Regions from separate parts of the Ovis aries genome. Here region 1 is linked to region 2. Evidence: chromatin contacts called from public Hi-C data. All regions are on one chromosome and are shown on one strand. Each heading gives the region's core, a stretch centred on a gene start, on an enhancer-like site or on the middle of the called end of the contact. The rest is flanking DNA. Distances are from core to core; before and after follow the strand shown. Region 1 holds the start of PNPLA6 (patatin like phospholipase domain containing 6). Region 2 overlaps PEX11G (peroxisomal biogenesis factor 11 gamma).

Region 1 (3,286 bases), core at 528-3,027, 49 kb before region 2:
AGATGGGGACGCTGCGTGCGGGCTCCAGCACATCCCATCTCTACTGACTCAGGGGCCCAGACATTTCATCTTCCCATCCCTCGGCAGCCCCCAAAGGCCCTCCAGGTCCTCACTCGGCACTCGAAGCCTCCGCACCAGCAGCAGGATAAGCACGGCCGTGACCAGAACCGCGACTCCAGCCCCGATCATCATGCCCAGCACCTGCGGGACGAACGGCACGGGCTGCGCATCGCATACCGGCCCCGCCAAGCCTTCCCCGGGGGCCGGGACGCCTGGGACTCCATCCAACGGAGCCAGGTCCGCCCCGGAGATCACAGTCGGCTCGGCCCTCGACGTCCCCATCTGCAAAATGGGCCAGCGCGGCTCCCTCCCCGGGGGAGTCAACTCTTTCTGGAGGGTCGGCGGCACGCAGTGCACGCCGGGAAACGTAGTTCAGCCTGAACAGACGCAGCCTAGTTATCGCGGGACCGCGATGATGCGCGCTAAGCACGTCGGGAATCGTAGTCCCCGCGGCGGCTCACACCTTCCAACCCTTACCATTCCGGTTTGCAGCGGAGCGTCCATCCGTTTCTTCAGGCAGGGCTGCACGGCTGGCACTCCTGGGGAATGAGAAGCCGGAACACCCCGGGCAAGTCGTCACTCTGGGTCCGCCCCTCCCCTGCAGCAAGCCCTGCCCTCTTCTTACCCTTACTGCCGGGAGGTTTCTCTGCCGGCTTGGGGACGCCTGGAGGGTGGGGCAAATTGAGTTCGGGGCCCGAGCTAGGGAGTGAGGTAGGTCCCTGGGTCCCCACCAGGGTCTCCTTCCTTACTCATCAGGCCGGCCTGACGCCCCACTCGTCCAGCCCCACCCTGGGGCTAAAGGGCAGCCGGTCGGACACCTACTATCAGCAGCTAGAGAACAGGTTCCCCAAGGGACACGGTTTTCTCCAGCAGGTGGCCCCCTCTGCAGGATTAATCCTGATCTGATCCCTAGGCCGCACCCCTGCACCTTCTGCGAACACTAGATACCGCACCCCAGGGAAACCGGGCCCGAGTTATGGGGCTGGGGAGATGCCTGGCTCCCACCGGAATGCTGCCAGGAGCGCCTTCACAAGGAGTCGTGATGCAATGCCGAGGTGTCAGTAGCATCCTGGGATGCTCGGAGTGGGGTGGGCTCGCAAAGTGTTACTGGTTGATGCTGGAGATTTACTGTCACGTAATAGTAAAATTTAGGGGTTTTCTGATGGTGCGGAGCATCCCTGGGACTCGGGGAACGAGGCTGGGACCATTGCTGGGAGACGTAACCAGGGACCCTGGAGTTACCAGGGGTCAATAGAAAGTTATCGAGAGATTGCGAGGCATATAAGACTATTACTGGGAAAATCGGAACTGGTTGGGCACATCCCTGGAGTCGTTGGAGCTTGATAATGAAGAATGCTGGAATATCAGTGACTTTCCTGGGAAGCTGAGACAGTTTTGGCAACCTCAGAGTATTAATGGAAATCTGGGGGAGTCACTGGGCCCTTGAGACCGTACCTGGAAAATTCACAGGGGATTGGTCTCCTCCCACCCGAGGATGCACCTGGCTACCGGTGCGAAAACACCTGCCGGGAGCTGGGGGACCGGGGTAAGAGTCGGGAAGTCTAGAGCTTCCGGGAATAGACAGAAGACAGATCTTAGGAAAGCCGAGGGCTCGCTAACAACCCGCGAGAGGATGTCCCTGCAGGTGCCAAGGAAACCCGGACTCACCCAGGAGCCGCAGCTGGGGTCCACCCTTCGCCAACTCCGTTAGCGTTCCGCCCAGCGACGCAAACGCGGCCCCTTTAAATTATTCATCGCAGGGCGCGCAGCAGCCCCGCCCCCCGCCATGCTTGGAAGGTCGCGCGGAGTACGGCGACGCTTTAAAGGGACCCACGACCAGTTGGCGCAGGGGATGCCCCTCCCACCACAAATGAGAACCAGTTTATTTTCCCGTTTATTTAACACCCACCCTATCCTTGTCCAACGTCCGACCCGACTGGCCCAGGCCCTCACGGGGCGCGACTGGCAGCCGGCCTTAAAAGCAAAGGGTAAAATAAATAAGCTTGGGTCTCCGCACTCCGGGGGGGGTGGTGGTGAGGGGGCTAATGTCCAGTAGCAGTCCGGGTCCGAGTCAATTCACCAGCAGCGAATCCTCCTCCGAAGCGTCCCTGAAGGAGGGGAAGTGTTAGCGGAGGTGGAAAGCATCGCTTCCCTCCGTTCGCTTCCCTTCCACCAGCCAATCCCAAACCCGAGCCAAACCAGCCTCGAACCTGCCACAGCAGCAAAGGAGGCTGCAGGCGGAGCCGCTCCCGCGGCGGAATTTGCCGGAGGTGGGGCTGTCCTGGCACTGCGCGATGTAGGCCTGGAGCTCGCTCACTTCTGCGCCCGATCCGCCTGGGTGCTGGGGAGAGAGACCCGGGACCCGCATGAAAGACACCCCTGCCCTCCCCCTCCTCTCCAACCATCTGAATCTCCTCCCTGATCCTGGTGGACCAACCAGGCTCTCTCCTCTGGGGCTTTGTACATGCTGTGCCCTCTACCTGCTGGTTCACCTGGAGATATTCCCTGACCACTGAATGTGCCCTCTCCGCCTGTGGGTCCACCACCTAGAGCCATGCTGGACCCAATCTGGGTGCTTGGCAACCACCTACTGACTTGGGTGCACACAGCGGAAGCAAGGTCTGGGTTTGTACCCCCAAAGCTGATACACATGTGTGATCTTTAAGTGCTAGAGGAAGACCTATGAGGGGTCCTTGGGTCTGAGTGACAGAAGTATGTCTGTTGCCTGGCTGTATGTCCAGGCACAGGCCGGTGCAGTCTTCTGCATTCCCAGTTGCAGAGATGTTCTGGCTTTCAGCCTTTTTTTCACCCTTCCCAACCTCATGAGACCACTCTCTTCTCCAAATCCTTTCTGGCAGTTCCTTCTCCCTGGTGCGCTTTCTCCTGGGCTCTTGTCTCATCAATCCAGAATGTTCTGAGATGATGGAAAGGTTTGATATCTATGCCGTCTAAATCTGGTAGCTACTAACGGCACTGGCATTTGGGTGCTTGCTCTATGCCCCGTTGTGAGTGAGGAAGTGAATTTAGAATTGTTTCATTTTCATGAAAATCAAAGTGTAACTAGTCACATGTGTGGCCAGAGACCAGACAGCACATTTTAGAAATGTGCCTGGACTCAGCCCAACACCAGTCTAAAGCAGGGGGCCTCTGTAACCTTCAGCACTTCTTTTTATACCACTTCCCATCGGTAGGTTGCCATACTCCGGTTTGTCCATTATCCATCCCG
Region 2 (3,425 bases), core at 177-2,676:
GCTCTGTGTTGCACTTTGAGTTTGCACAAACATATGATAACGTGTATCCACCACTGAAGTATTTCCGCTGCCCTAAAAATCCTATTTTTAGGGTGAATATGCTCTGCCTGTTCCATTCATGTTATTTTGTATTAAATACCTTTTTGGGTGCTGTTTATCTATGTAAAATTTCCCTTATTTATGGCTGCACTGGGTCTTCGTTGCTGTGTGGGGGCTACTCTAGCTGCAGTGGTCGGCCTCTCACTGCAGCGGCTTCTCTTGTGGAGAAAGAGCTTTAGGTGCTATAAAGGCTTCAGTAGTTTCAGCGCATGGGCTCAGTAGTTGGCTCACGGGCTGGGCTGCCCCTCAGCATGTGGAATCTTCCCGGAACAGGGATTGAACCCGAGTCCCAAGCACTGGCAGGCAGGGAAGTCCTCCATTCATTTTAGAGCAGCTAGTTTTCCCATGTGTCTCTGTATTTGGTGTGAGCAAGGGTATGGGGGCTGGGGAGCTTTTGGGGTGTGCTCATCATGACTCAATGGACACAGGTTTGAGCAAACTCCAGGAGCTGTTGAAGGACAGAAAAGCCTGGTGTGCTGCAGTCCATGGGGTCACAAAGAGCTGGACACAACTGAGCAACATCATGACCAGGGGCTCCTAAGGCCCCAGGGTGCTGGAGAGTCACCTGCCCAGGCTGCAGGGAGCAAAGGCTGGAGGGAGCACTGGAGGATGCCCATCGGGTGGCTGCTTCCCCAGCCTGCAGATCCAGCCCTGGGGACCCAGAAGGTTGTCTAGACTGCCTTCAGACAGGCCCAGCCAGTGTCCAGGGTGTGTCTGTGTAGGGAGGGAGTGGACAGGCTTTGCACCCATCCAGACCCCATTTACCTGGTGACCCCCTACCCAGCTGCTCCCACCCCATCCTGTGTGGTGTTGCAGGTCTCTGTGGATGGTCCTGAAGCTGAGACACAGGCTGAGGAAACCCCCGGAAGCCTTCACCAGGTATGTCGTCCACGGTTCCTCTAGAAGACTTCTTCCGGCAAGCCAGGGTCCCCGGCGGGTCTGCCCAGTCAAGGAAGTGCTGTCACTGCCCTGCTCCATGCGTGCAGGCTCTGCTGGGTGGGGGTGGGGGGCTGATGTGTGCTAGGTACTGGGGCATTGCTGCGGCCCCCCGGGGGATGGGAGCTCTTTTACAGATGGGGAAACTGAGGCTAGCTGGGGGACCCTAGGCAGGAAGTGGCAGAGCTGGGGACTCCAGGGCTGAGCCTTCACGGCTGGGCCCGGGTCTGGGAGGATGATCCAAGGTGGAGTCAGTGTCCTGAGGACAAAGGTCAGTCACTGTCTCATCCTGGGAAAGAATGCAGGGTAAAGCAGGTGCCCAGCACAGGCCCGGAAGCTGCTCACCCCTCCTCTTTCCCCCTCCCCTCGCGCGTGGACCTGAGACTCTGGTTCCCACTGTGGGCTCCCTCTGGTGGATGTGATGGTCGCAGCCTGCCGGTCCTCCGCCCTCCCCAGCACTCCTTGCCCTTTGTTCCCACAGCCGGCTGACCCGGGGCAAGCGGAGGACCGTGGAGACCCAGATCTGCTCGGAGGTACTGACCCTCCTGAGCAACCTGGCGGACCTGGCCAACGCAGTGCACTGGCTGCCCCCGGGTGTCCTGTGGGCCGGCCGCTTCCCCCAGTGGCTGGTGGGCCTCCTGGGCACCCTCTCGTCGCTCCTCAGCGTGTACCAGGCAGTCCAGGCGGGTGGCCAGGCCAATGCCACCCCCTGACGGACAGGGGCGCCAGAACCCCAACAGGGGCCCTTCCTGTGGAGCGTGATTGCCCGGGAGGGGCGGGTCTCTAATCCAGCAGATCACGGCCAGGTGCCGGGAGGAAGGTGTGGCTAGAGGACACACCAGAGCAGTCTGGGGTACCAGCCCCCAGAGGGGTGGGCTTGGGGGGCTGAGGTCCCCCAGGTGCCGCCTCAGTAGGGGTGGAACAGGAAGACCCCGAAGACTCACTTGCAGAGGAACTGGCCCCTGGCAGGCCAGAGTCCTGTGTGCAATAAAGGAGAGCAGGGCAGCCAGGTTGGGCCTGAGGAATGTGAAGTGAGGACCAATTAAATGAGGTGGTGATGGTAGCAGGTCAGATGTGAGCTGATTCCTAAGCCCTGTGTCTCTGTCTGCTTATTCTCACGCCCTCTCTCTCCAGCGGTCGGGGGCACCCCCGGGTCTTATTTAGGGTTCAGCCTGTGGGCTGGAGCTGCAGTGGGAAGCACCACCTCCCATCACCTTTCCCTCCGATGCTGCAAACGCAGCCTGTTGACCCCGAGGCTTAGCCACAGAGAGCGGTCCCTCCTTCCCAACCCGCGGGCTTGGGCACCCTTGGCTGGCTGTGGATGCTGCCTCCTCTGCCAGGTCCTGCCTGGGTCTCAAGCTCCCAGGCATCACGGGGTGCCTGTTGTGGCCGAAGCATCTCATAGCCACGGCGTGGACTCAGGGCTGCCGTGGTCCATTCAGGGCATTTCGAGGGCTCTGAGCATCATCACTGGAGATGCCTGAGGCTCCCAGCTTGTGAAAGCGCAGCGGGCAAGAAGGGATCAGTTTGTTTCCAGTCTGGGGTTTGAGAGGCCATGTGCATGTGTGGCCTCAGGTGATACTGGCAGGTGGTGGGCGGCCTGTGCCTGCCCCTCACTCACTGGCCCCTGGAAGAGCCAATGAAGGGTCCTGTTTACAGGCCCTGAAGCCTGTGGTTTCAACCATGTTTTGTTCTTTTACAAAGAAGGTACGTGGTGGGCAACAGCTGGGGTGTGGGGCTGCTCAGGATCTCACAGGACACAAGGACCCCACCTGGCCTCCAGCTGAGCCCCTGCCCCGTCCATCTGGGGGGCTCCCTCTGGGTTAGGAGGCTGGGCCAGGTCACCCTCCCCCTTCCCTCTGCCTTCCAGGCACCCAGGGGACCTGTGAGATTAGGGTGGGGGTCAGAGTGGCACCTGCCTGTCTGAAGACTCTGAGTTAACACCTGCAAGGCAGCGTGCTTGCCAGGGAACCACGCGAACACCTGCATGTGTGATACGGCAGGTCACAGGTACCCCAGGGGCTGGCATCCCCGAGGGCCTGGGTGGCAGGGCTGGGATACAGCTGCTGGCACTGCCAGTCATGTGGCTGTGTCCCCTGCCTGGTGCCCTTCCCTGGGCTGGCAGCTCAGTTATAGGTTGGGGTGAAGCAAGATGATGATTCCAGGGGACCAAGCCCAGGGGCATCAACAGCTTTTTCGTGGGATGTGGGGGAGCACGTGTATGGCAAATTAGGCTCGTTTGAGGAAGGAGACTGACAGGTCTGGAAGCCAGTACAGTCCCCCTTGTCGAGGAGGCTGACATCCCGGGACCATGGTGGGGGGGGGGGCAGCCTAAATGGGTGGGGACCCAGCCAGCGCAGGAGACAGGGGGCCCCCACAGCCACCTCAGC

The links. A called contact is a pair of places that touch in the nucleus more often than the background predicts.
Region 1: a Hi-C map of mixed tissues shows a contact between it and region 2, with 2.1 times the contacts expected there. The contact joins the promoter of PNPLA6 here to the enhancer-like site in region 2. A contact is called at or near these places in 4 of 16 Hi-C or Micro-C datasets (liver, mixed tissues, muscle and 1 more).

The regions. Positions count from the first base shown.
Region 1 is chr5:14,131,023-14,134,308 of ARS-UI_Ramb_v3.0, reverse strand. PNPLA6 (patatin like phospholipase domain containing 6) reads right to left here and starts at 1,777. Exons shown (of 32, transcript XM_060415509.1): 1 at 1,729-1,777; 2 at 114-599. The coding sequence starts at 342. MCOLN1 (mucolipin TRP cation channel 1) reads right to left here. Exons shown (of 13, transcript XM_042249993.2): 12 at 2,271-2,401; 13 at 1,942-2,168. The coding sequence ends at 2,132.
Region 2 is chr5:14,081,197-14,084,621 of ARS-UI_Ramb_v3.0, reverse strand. PEX11G (peroxisomal biogenesis factor 11 gamma) reads left to right here. Exons shown (of 5, transcript XM_027969709.3): 4 at 916-978; 5 at 1,517-2,098. The coding sequence ends at 1,748. Among named protein-coding and RNA genes, the nearest start is that of PEX11G, 9.6 kb to the left of the region's middle. Within about 2 kb of position 1,426, at least 8 of the 54 cell types and tissues checked have an H3K27ac peak or open chromatin away from gene starts, as enhancers often do. A contact at or near this core is called in liver, where this site is marked.